Linked DNA regions of Mus musculus: region 2 is linked to region 1. Evidence: chromatin contacts called from public Hi-C data. All regions are on one chromosome and are shown on one strand. Each heading gives the region's core, a stretch centred on a gene start, on an enhancer-like site or on the middle of the called end of the contact. The rest is flanking DNA. Distances are from core to core; before and after follow the strand shown.

What was found. A called contact is a pair of places that touch in the nucleus more often than the background predicts.
Region 2: a contact with region 1 is called in a Hi-C map of embryonic fibroblasts, with 1.8 times the contacts expected there. The contact joins two enhancer-like sites. A contact is called at or near these places in 5 of 484 Hi-C or Micro-C datasets (embryonic fibroblasts, myeloid progenitors, natural killer cells and 2 more), 1 of 115 datasets of contacts at active chromatin or transcription factors (CD8 T cells) and 1 of 9 other capture datasets (embryonic stem cells).

Annotation. Positions count from the first base shown.
Region 1 is chr14:48,211,390-48,215,853 of GRCm38.p6, reverse strand. The region is part of intron 2 of Peli2 (pellino 2); the gene reads right to left. It also overlaps the pseudogene Gm6498. Among named protein-coding and RNA genes, the nearest start is that of Gm52144, 7.7 kb to the right of the region's middle. Within about 2 kb of position 2,818, at least 30 of the 459 cell types and tissues checked have an H3K27ac peak or open chromatin away from gene starts, as enhancers often do. A contact at or near this core is called in embryonic fibroblasts, where this site is marked.
Region 2 is chr14:48,287,177-48,291,340 of GRCm38.p6, reverse strand. No RefSeq gene overlaps it. Among named protein-coding and RNA genes, the nearest start is that of Gm52144, 83 kb to the right of the region's middle. Within about 2 kb of position 2,545, at least 49 of the 459 cell types and tissues checked have an H3K27ac peak or open chromatin away from gene starts, as enhancers often do. A contact at or near this core is called in embryonic fibroblasts, where this site is marked.

The DNA of each region.
Region 1 (4,464 bases), core at 1,569-4,068:
ATACAATTTCCTAAACACATGAAACTCAAGAAAAATGAAGACTGAAGTGTGGACACTATGCCCTTCCTTAGAAGTGGGAACAAAACACCCATGGAAGGAGTTACAGAGACAAAGTTTGGAGCTGAGATGAAAGGATGGACCATGTAGAGACTGCCATATCCAGGGATCCACCCCATAATCAGCATCCAAACGCTGACACCATTGCATACACTAGCAAGATTTTATCGAAAGGACCCAGATGTAGCTGTCTCTTGTGAGACTATGCCGGGGCCTAGCAAACACAGAAGTGGATGCTCACAGTCAGCTAATGAATGGATCACAGGGCTCCCAATGAAGGAGCTACAGAAAGTACCCAAGGAGCTAAAGGGATCTGCAACCCTATAGGTGGAACAACATTATGAACTAACCAGTACCCCGGAGCTCTTGACTCTAGCTGCATATGTATCAAAAGATGGCCTAGTCGGCCATCACTGGAAAGAGAGGCCCATTGGACAAGCAAACTTTATATGCCCCAGTACAGGGGAACGCCAGGGCCAAAAAGGGGGAGTGGGTGGGTAGGGGAGTGGGGGTGGGTGGGTATGGGGGACTTTTGGTATAGCATTGGAAATGTAAATGAGCTAAATACCTAATAAAAAATGGGAAAAAAAAAGGAATTATAGCTGTGTATCTACTAACCTCTGCAGACAGACCTGGTTGACATCATGCTAAATAAAAATGATAAGTCTTTAAACATTCCAAGAGACTTTCATATTCTAGGTAATTTTCTATTCAAGGAAATATTCTTTAGTAAAGATAAACAGAATAGTCTCTCAGCACACCCAAACAGAAGCAATGACAGTACACCGTGTACTTTTTTTTTCTTTTTTTTAAACAAAGGCTCATTACCCCCGTTTCCAGGATGACTATGTTCACATGAATAAAAGTCTGGGTTTGGAGAGTGATGTAGCGGGGAGGTGAGAACTCATCTACCACCCACCGCTGCTGTATTACTACCACTGCAAGGTCCAGCACCACGGAGCTGCAGAAACGCACAGCCATAAAGAAGCACTGGGCCATCGCTACACTTACATGTGGTTAGGTCACAACTGGAATATCACAAGCAATCATGACCATGGAGTGTCTGAGGGGCAGGCAAAGTAGATGCCCAGTGGATTTCAGACGGTGATGCTCTACAAGTCTGGACACACCAAATCTAACCAAGGAAAGAGGTTTGTTATCTGTTGAAGGACCCGAGAGAGGCACAAAACCCCAAAGGCCACATGGTAAAGAGATTCGTCTCTGTTGCTTCAAGGAACCAAATATTAGACAAGCAGAAAGGAGTTATGGGGAGGTAGAATTTGATGCTGTGCAAGGAAAGGGGATTGAAGAGTTGGATGGGAGGAGTCTGACTAGAATGAGGTTCCGGATAAGCAGCGTGCACTGTAGAAGTAGGGTCTGCCCCGCCTCAGAGGTGAACGCTTATGAATTCTTTTAGCCTTAGCAGGAATCATATGAAGATTTTTAGAGCAACCTTAGAACTGACAAATTCTATTTCTAGAGATCTGCCTACGTTTTGTGACAAAATCTCACTGAAATTTGAGGTCAGTCCCAACACAACTTTGTGGACAGAGGTATCTTGGGATTTAAAAGCAAAAGCAAAAACAAAAACAAAAAACAAACAAACAAACAAAAACAAAACAAAAAAACCCCTCAAATGTCCACAAATCTGAGATCATTCTAGACTACAAGGAGATCTAGGCCAGCCAGGGTTACACAGTGAGACTGTGTCTCAAAACAGACAAATCAAACCACCTACTTACTCTAGCTGGAAGCTGTCTCCATTGGTCGGGGGCAGCAGTAGGTTCTGTTCCAGGAAATGCAAAGAGGGTTCTTCTTTGGAGGAACCCACTCTCCACTCTGGCCCCAGTGGGCTCCACTGATAAATTCGGAGAAACAGGGCCTCAAGCTAAACCGAGCAAACAGAAACACTGAAGGAACACACCTACAAACAAGGTGCCAGCCACAACCACGAGCAGGCAGGCGCCCAGCTGGGAGAGCCGTGGTGTGCACAAGCGTGCTCACACTACTCGGCGCCAAGCGGTAGCGTCTACACAGCAGAGCTTTAGAACTGCTCTAAGATGATCATATGAGTGTGATTAAAGCCTGATAACGAGCCTCGTCTCGCCAGCATCCGCTATGAGATTGTTCCTCTCTACAGAAAGGCCTTGCTCACACCTGCCTGTGTGTATTTTAAAGCAAATTCGGGATGTTTAGGTTGACACATGTTAAATGTGTTCTAATTCGTAAATCCTAAAAATTTAATTATATTCACGCCACAAAAGCACTGACTTTAAAGAGCATGCATTTCAAGTGTTTCCGTGAACCCTGCAGGAGACAGGCGTCTGCCATAAAGCCACCAGCCACTTCTCACTGCCAAAAGTAACTAGGGGAAAGGTGAGGAGTAAAGCCCATCAGATGGGGCCAAGTTCATCTCTAACCATGTGGCTATGGGCCTAAGTGAAGGGTAGACTTGGGAAAAATGTGGAGGCATCAACTGACCTTTCTGATGTTGAACAGATGCTCTCCCCTTTTCTAGTTGGCTGCCCACAACCTAACGCTGCTTCCTGGGCTCTGTACATGCCAGTGCTAAGGTGTGCAGGCAGAACACATGTATGCCATGCAGAATCATCCAGGAACAGCACCTTTCTCATGGCCCTGGTTTCAATAACCCAGGGTAAAAGGATCTGACGGTGCCAGAGATTCGGGACCCAGCACTGCCTCCCGTGCTCCTTCAGAGAGGTTGGTCATGGTCCACGCACTCCTACACAGCGTTACTCACACAGCTGATGGCCATGAATCAGGGCGATGAATCAGAGCACGCTCCGAAGACTGATGCGATGCTTGGGAGACACACGGTAAAATATAGCTTCCAACCCTCACGAGACCATTCAAGGAACCTTACAGGGAACCCAGCAACCACTCCTAGCTCAACCTCTTCAACTATCCCACCAAATAGGCAGAAAGACAGGGGAGGAGGGAGGGGGTGAACCCCACGGGTACCAGTATGGAAGCAAAACGAACGAACGCCAAGGACTAGAACTCTGTTGTGAGGTGTATGCTAGTAGAATGCCATTTTAACAAAACACGGCTTTTCAAAGTGCTAGTCTCCAAGGTTTGAGGAGTTCACTAACTATCACAAAGGCACCCCAGAAAACGCAACTGTACCCAAACAAAAATCCCATTTCCCTGTAACACAGTTGTCCCAGATCAACTTCTTCAAAGAGTTAAAGGGTGCAGCTAGGAATTGCTTCATGTTTTATGGCTTACAAAGAGTAATGTGAATACCAGCACATCTGGTAGAATAAAGTATAGGAAGCCTTAACACTCACTAAGGCCTCAGGACAAGCATGTAGCCTGAAATAGGATTTTAGGGACATTGTGTACGTGCATAAGCACAGTCCCCCTTCTTATGCCTTTGTGTCATTTATGGCTGGCAGAAGAGCTCAGAACACCTCTCTGTTCAAAAGGACTCTGCAATCAGTAAGCCAGGTGGCCAGCAAGGGAGGCTACAGTGGCACTCAAGGAGGTGGCCAGGGGCAAGGCCTAAGTGCACAATGCAGCAGATGGGTCAGGACCCATGTGTTAGGACACATGCATAAGGACCACAGACACGCGTAAAAATCAGAAAGACCTCCATCCTGCTGCACTGGTAGATAAAATAGACATGAGGCAAGCATAAGAGGTGGGCAAGATGTGGCCAGATGCAGCTTGGTTTAGATGCTGGGTGGTTCCCTGACATCTCTAAGGCATTGAGATTACACTGGTGGGGGAACCACAGGCCAGCAATACTTTAAACTCTCAGACCATTAGGATTTGGATTCAGACTTCACAAGGATTAGCTGAGTAGCTCAGTCTCTAACCTCTAAACCTGACTTGTGGAGCAAGGGTCCTCCCGTCCTGTCTTACCTGCGGATATGCGGGTGTGGAAGGGTGGGGGTGGGGCACCAGGTTCTTGCAGCCTGTTTTCCCAGTGGCCCTTTTGGGAACTCTGACTACCTCTAGAATAAGAAGAGCAGGGCAGAATGAAGTCACCTCTCTTGAAAGAGCAACATTGTAGCGGTTACGACCCTTCCTTGTCCTCTCTTCCTATGCCTCATTAATTCACAGCCAACACGGGAGAGTGCTGAAAACCACTCCGCCAGTTCCTGATGCCCGCCCCACTCACTCTCCTCTTTGCCTGCTTGCCTTGTGGGACTGAGCAACTGCTAGATCCTTGGACTTCCATTCATAGCTGCTGCTGATCACTGTTGTGATCAGTAAGTCATTAACAATTCCCATACTATATAGAGACTACCCATTAGTTCTGTGACTCTAGAGAACCCTGACAGGCTCCTTCTCATCTCTGCCTCCTTTGCTAGCCCTACAGCAACAAGGTCTACACCCCGTGCTGAGCTGGAAATCTCAGATGCCTACATCTCTGAATAA
Region 2 (4,164 bases), core at 1,296-3,795, 76 kb before region 1:
TTGGCACTTGAAAGAGGAGAAAGGGCTGGGCCCTTGTAATTCAATTGAAATAGAATCAGCACAATTCCATTTCAATTAAATGTTAAGACAAAGAAGCAGAATTAACTGGGGTTAGGGGAAAGAAGCCGTATGAAGGAGCACTGGATGCTTGGTATGGTGGGTACTACATAGGCATACATTCGGCTTTGTGCCCAGATGTTAGTTTATTTAGTGTTTCTTCACTTGTAGACTCTAGTCTATAATTGTAATCTGTGGCCTCGATAGAAATTACAATACTCAGCTCTTAAATTTATGAAGCGGGATTTCTGGGCTTGGAGACCAGCGCCATAGTGGAACGGTTCACGAGGAGACCTAGACACAGCTTGGTGTGTTCGGCTTACAGAATGATGCTCAGTGTTTGTTGGCTTCTGGATCCCTGTAAAGTCACTGCACGCCTGGCATAGACATCAGGGATCTGGTCTGGTAGGCCTGGAGTAAGCTTGAACATTGTATTTGGCAAGCTCTGAAAATGATTATGTTGTCTATTCAGTTGTGAGGACCACTAGAAAAAAAATTAGCAAGAAATGGAGCCCTAAGCCCCAAACTATAAGCCAATCAATGCCAATGTCACTAGCAAAGTAAACAATGCATGGAAAGAATGATGTCCTTCGCAGATAGGTGAAGGAACACACCAGGGCTTGTTCCTAGTCAAGAAAGGAGAGCTTTGTAGAATCTTTCCCCTGAAAGGTCATATTTTGACCCTAAAGAATGCATGTGGCCCTGAACAGCAGCAACAGCCTAAGAGATGGGATGGAGGGATGATACAGACGCACAAGGACCTGTGCTCCTCTAGGTAAGGGCTCTAGTTCAGTTCCTCAAAGAGTGATGATCCTCGGGGTCACTCGAGGGTAAGAAGTGGCTGCAGCTAAATCCAGAGCTGGGGCTCCTGAGGTCGGCTGAGTCAGTCTGTGGGAATCCAGGAATCCTGATTCATAAGGAGTGTCTTAGCTATATCTCACACATTCACATTTGAGTTATGTCTCAGAAAAAGCATAGAGGATTGGAACCCCTCATATTTTAATAGAAGCCAAGGACAGTCAGCTTGTGTGGTCTGCATAGGGAGCCATGACCATCTATGCTTCACACTTCCACCTCAGAGAGGGCAAAGGTTCCTTGGTTACGAGTGAAGTCACTTACTGATTGTCCACTGCCCTGTATAGGCCAAGCACTGAACATTTGAGACATGCAGTACACGGCATCTCAAGTATATTAAGTTTAACATATCTGTGGTGAGAGTGCTTGTCTGCAATTATAAAATATTCTCAAGAGGGCTGGGAAGGGAAGGAATGCCTAGCCAGCAATAGACTCTAAAATGTTCTGGGGAAATCGCTTGGTTGTACTGTACACGGAAGGTTTCCTGTCATGTTTAATTCCCTTGTTTCTTGCTCTTTTTCTTAATCTCATTTTCCTTTCAGTGCCAAGCAGAACAATTCCTTGAGCAATCACTCAAAAAGATGTGAGTGAGTGTTTTGGAGACAGGAAGGGAGGGGCTGTTGTTACAGGCTTTGGAAACTGTGCCAACCTGCAAGTGGTGGTTTGTGGTACAGCAATCCAGGCTAAGGACCCCAGGAGAAAGCAGCAGAGGAAAAAGCGTGGGCCGTATCCCCTGGGGTCCCCAGAGTGACCAGTGGGAGATGCTGTCAAAGCTTTTGCCAGCAGAGAACTGGCCACTCCACAAGCCCAATGTCTGTCTATCACAGCCTAGATTAGGCATATGCACTCCACACTGTCCGATAAGCTCAGACGCCTTCATTCTCTCTATGTATCTTTGTGTCTACTACACTATAGGCTTAGGGTGTCTCACTGAAAATCCACTCCCCTACCTCCATGCTACACAGCTTCATTGAAAGTCAGCTGGCCTTCTGAGTTTCACTGCAGTCTCTGGTTATTATACCGAAATCCATTAAACACATAAAATATCTTATTGGAACCTTCAATTAAACCTCAAGCCTCATAAAAGAGAATGGAGTGATTATGCAAAAGTGATCTAATACCGTGCAAAGCCTTGGAAATAATAATGTCAGGCAGAACCTGTCACCTTCTGCTCAGGGAGCTGAAGGCATTGATGTTGTTCTTTCTAACAGAGAAGGCTTAGGCTCTTCCTTAACCATTCCACCTATGTATGTCCAAGTTTCTCCACCTGCGACATGGGGATCAATACACCAGGAGACAGTTGCCATTGCCGTTGTGTAGAGGCCAAGCGGAGGGCGTTCTTCTACCTGTGTGCTCGTGCCTGTGGAGTCCAGAGGAGGAAAGTGAATCCTTTAGAGGTGGACTTACAGGCATTGTGGGTGCTGGGATCTGAACTCTGGTCTGAAAAAGCAGCAGGCACTCTTAACTGCTGAACTATCTCTCCCGTCCTAACTACTAATGGCTATATAACAGTCCATAGAATGGCTGATCCATTGTAGCAGAGGTAAAGGAAGGGAGGGATTAGAGCTGGTGGCCATGACCCAGTTAGGAAATGAGTCACATTGGCATTATTTATAGAGTTCTGGAACACTTAATATTCCTGAGAGGGGGCGGCACTAAAGTGTTCATGACTCAGGTCTTATTTCTTTCAATCCCTCTCAGCATTGCTCCCTAAACTGTGCCCTGCAGGGAACAGTAAGTTCTGTGAGATAGAACAGAAGAAATGAAGCAATCCACCTTTCCTTTCTGTAGCTGCTGAGCTTGGAGGTAAAGCCTGGGAGCTCCCACACATCAGTGTATGAGCACATATGTGCACATATAGGGACATGCACACACATGGCTTTGATAAAGCCACAGCATACAGAGGACGCATCATGCCAGGGAAGTGGCAATGGGCATGCGCTTTGGAGGCAGAACTTACCTCTGACTCTCTTGGGCTAAGCTTACCCTGTAAAAATGAAGTCCTAACCATGAGTCTGATATGTTTGCTGTGCAGGTTAAGTGGAATGATATGAACTGGTTAGGCTTTGAGTATGAAACGTCTCCTGCAGGCTGGTGTGTTGAACCCTTGATCCCTGTTGGTAACACTGTTTTGGGAGGTGGGAGCCTCACTAGAAGAAGCTGTCACTGGTGTGTGTGTGTGAGTGTATGTGAATGTGTGTGTGAGTGTGTATTTGTGAGTGTGTGTGATTGTGTGAGGGTATGTGAGTGTGTGTGTGAGTGTGTATGTATGTGAGTGAGTGAGTGTGTGTGTGTGTGTGAGTGTATGTGTGTACACATGCTGGGAGTGACCTTGGAGGATATAGCTGGCCTCCACCCTCTTCCTCGCTCTGCTTCTTGTCTACCATAAGGAAAACAATTTCCTCTTTGCATCCTCCCATTTTGTGAGTGGAGCTAAGTGACCATGGAGTGAACTCCTTGGGACTCTGAAATAAATATTCACTCCTTTTAAGCTGTTTCATCAGGTCTTTGGTCACAGCGACAAAGAAAGAGGTGAACATATGCACAGAAGTAAAGAATGGGATGTGGCAACATGGCAAACACCAGGCAAACGGTTATCCTTATCGTTATCTTTCCACTCATTTTTGAAAGCAGAGCAGAGGTCACAGTGCCAAGACACTAGTTGGACTGCTGCTCCTTCAATCATAATTGAGGGCAAACTTCTCAGCGCAATCCTGACCCCTTCTGCTTGTTTTCACTAGAGAGAAAAACAGCTACTTGTTGTATGTGACTTCTAGTCAGCAGCAATACTTATGATCCCACATGTATGTTTAAACCCAGGAGTTAGAGAACAGTTCCAGGACACCTAAGTTCTGGCTTGCTTTCTGCCTACATTTCAAACGGTACTGTTGCTTGGTTGGTGCAAGATTCTCTCATCGTAACTACCAGGTATCAGCCACTCACCATCAGTTACATGCCTTTCTATAGGAAGCATGTCTTCGTCTTCACATTGGCCTATAGGTTAGGTATTTTTCTTCTCCCCATTTTATAGATGTGAGGCCTGAAGTACGAAATGATTTACCTATGGCCAAGTGGGCCCAGGACGTGGAATGGAAATTCAAACCTGGTTATCTCTCCAGTCTCCTCTTGCTCTGGCAAACCGTGTCCTGCTCATGGTCTAGTGATGGCCTGAGCTCTGGAGTCATCATAACTTGTAGCATGAACTGATTCGGGCCCATGCTAGCTTTGCTGAGCTATCCCATGCTTCCCACA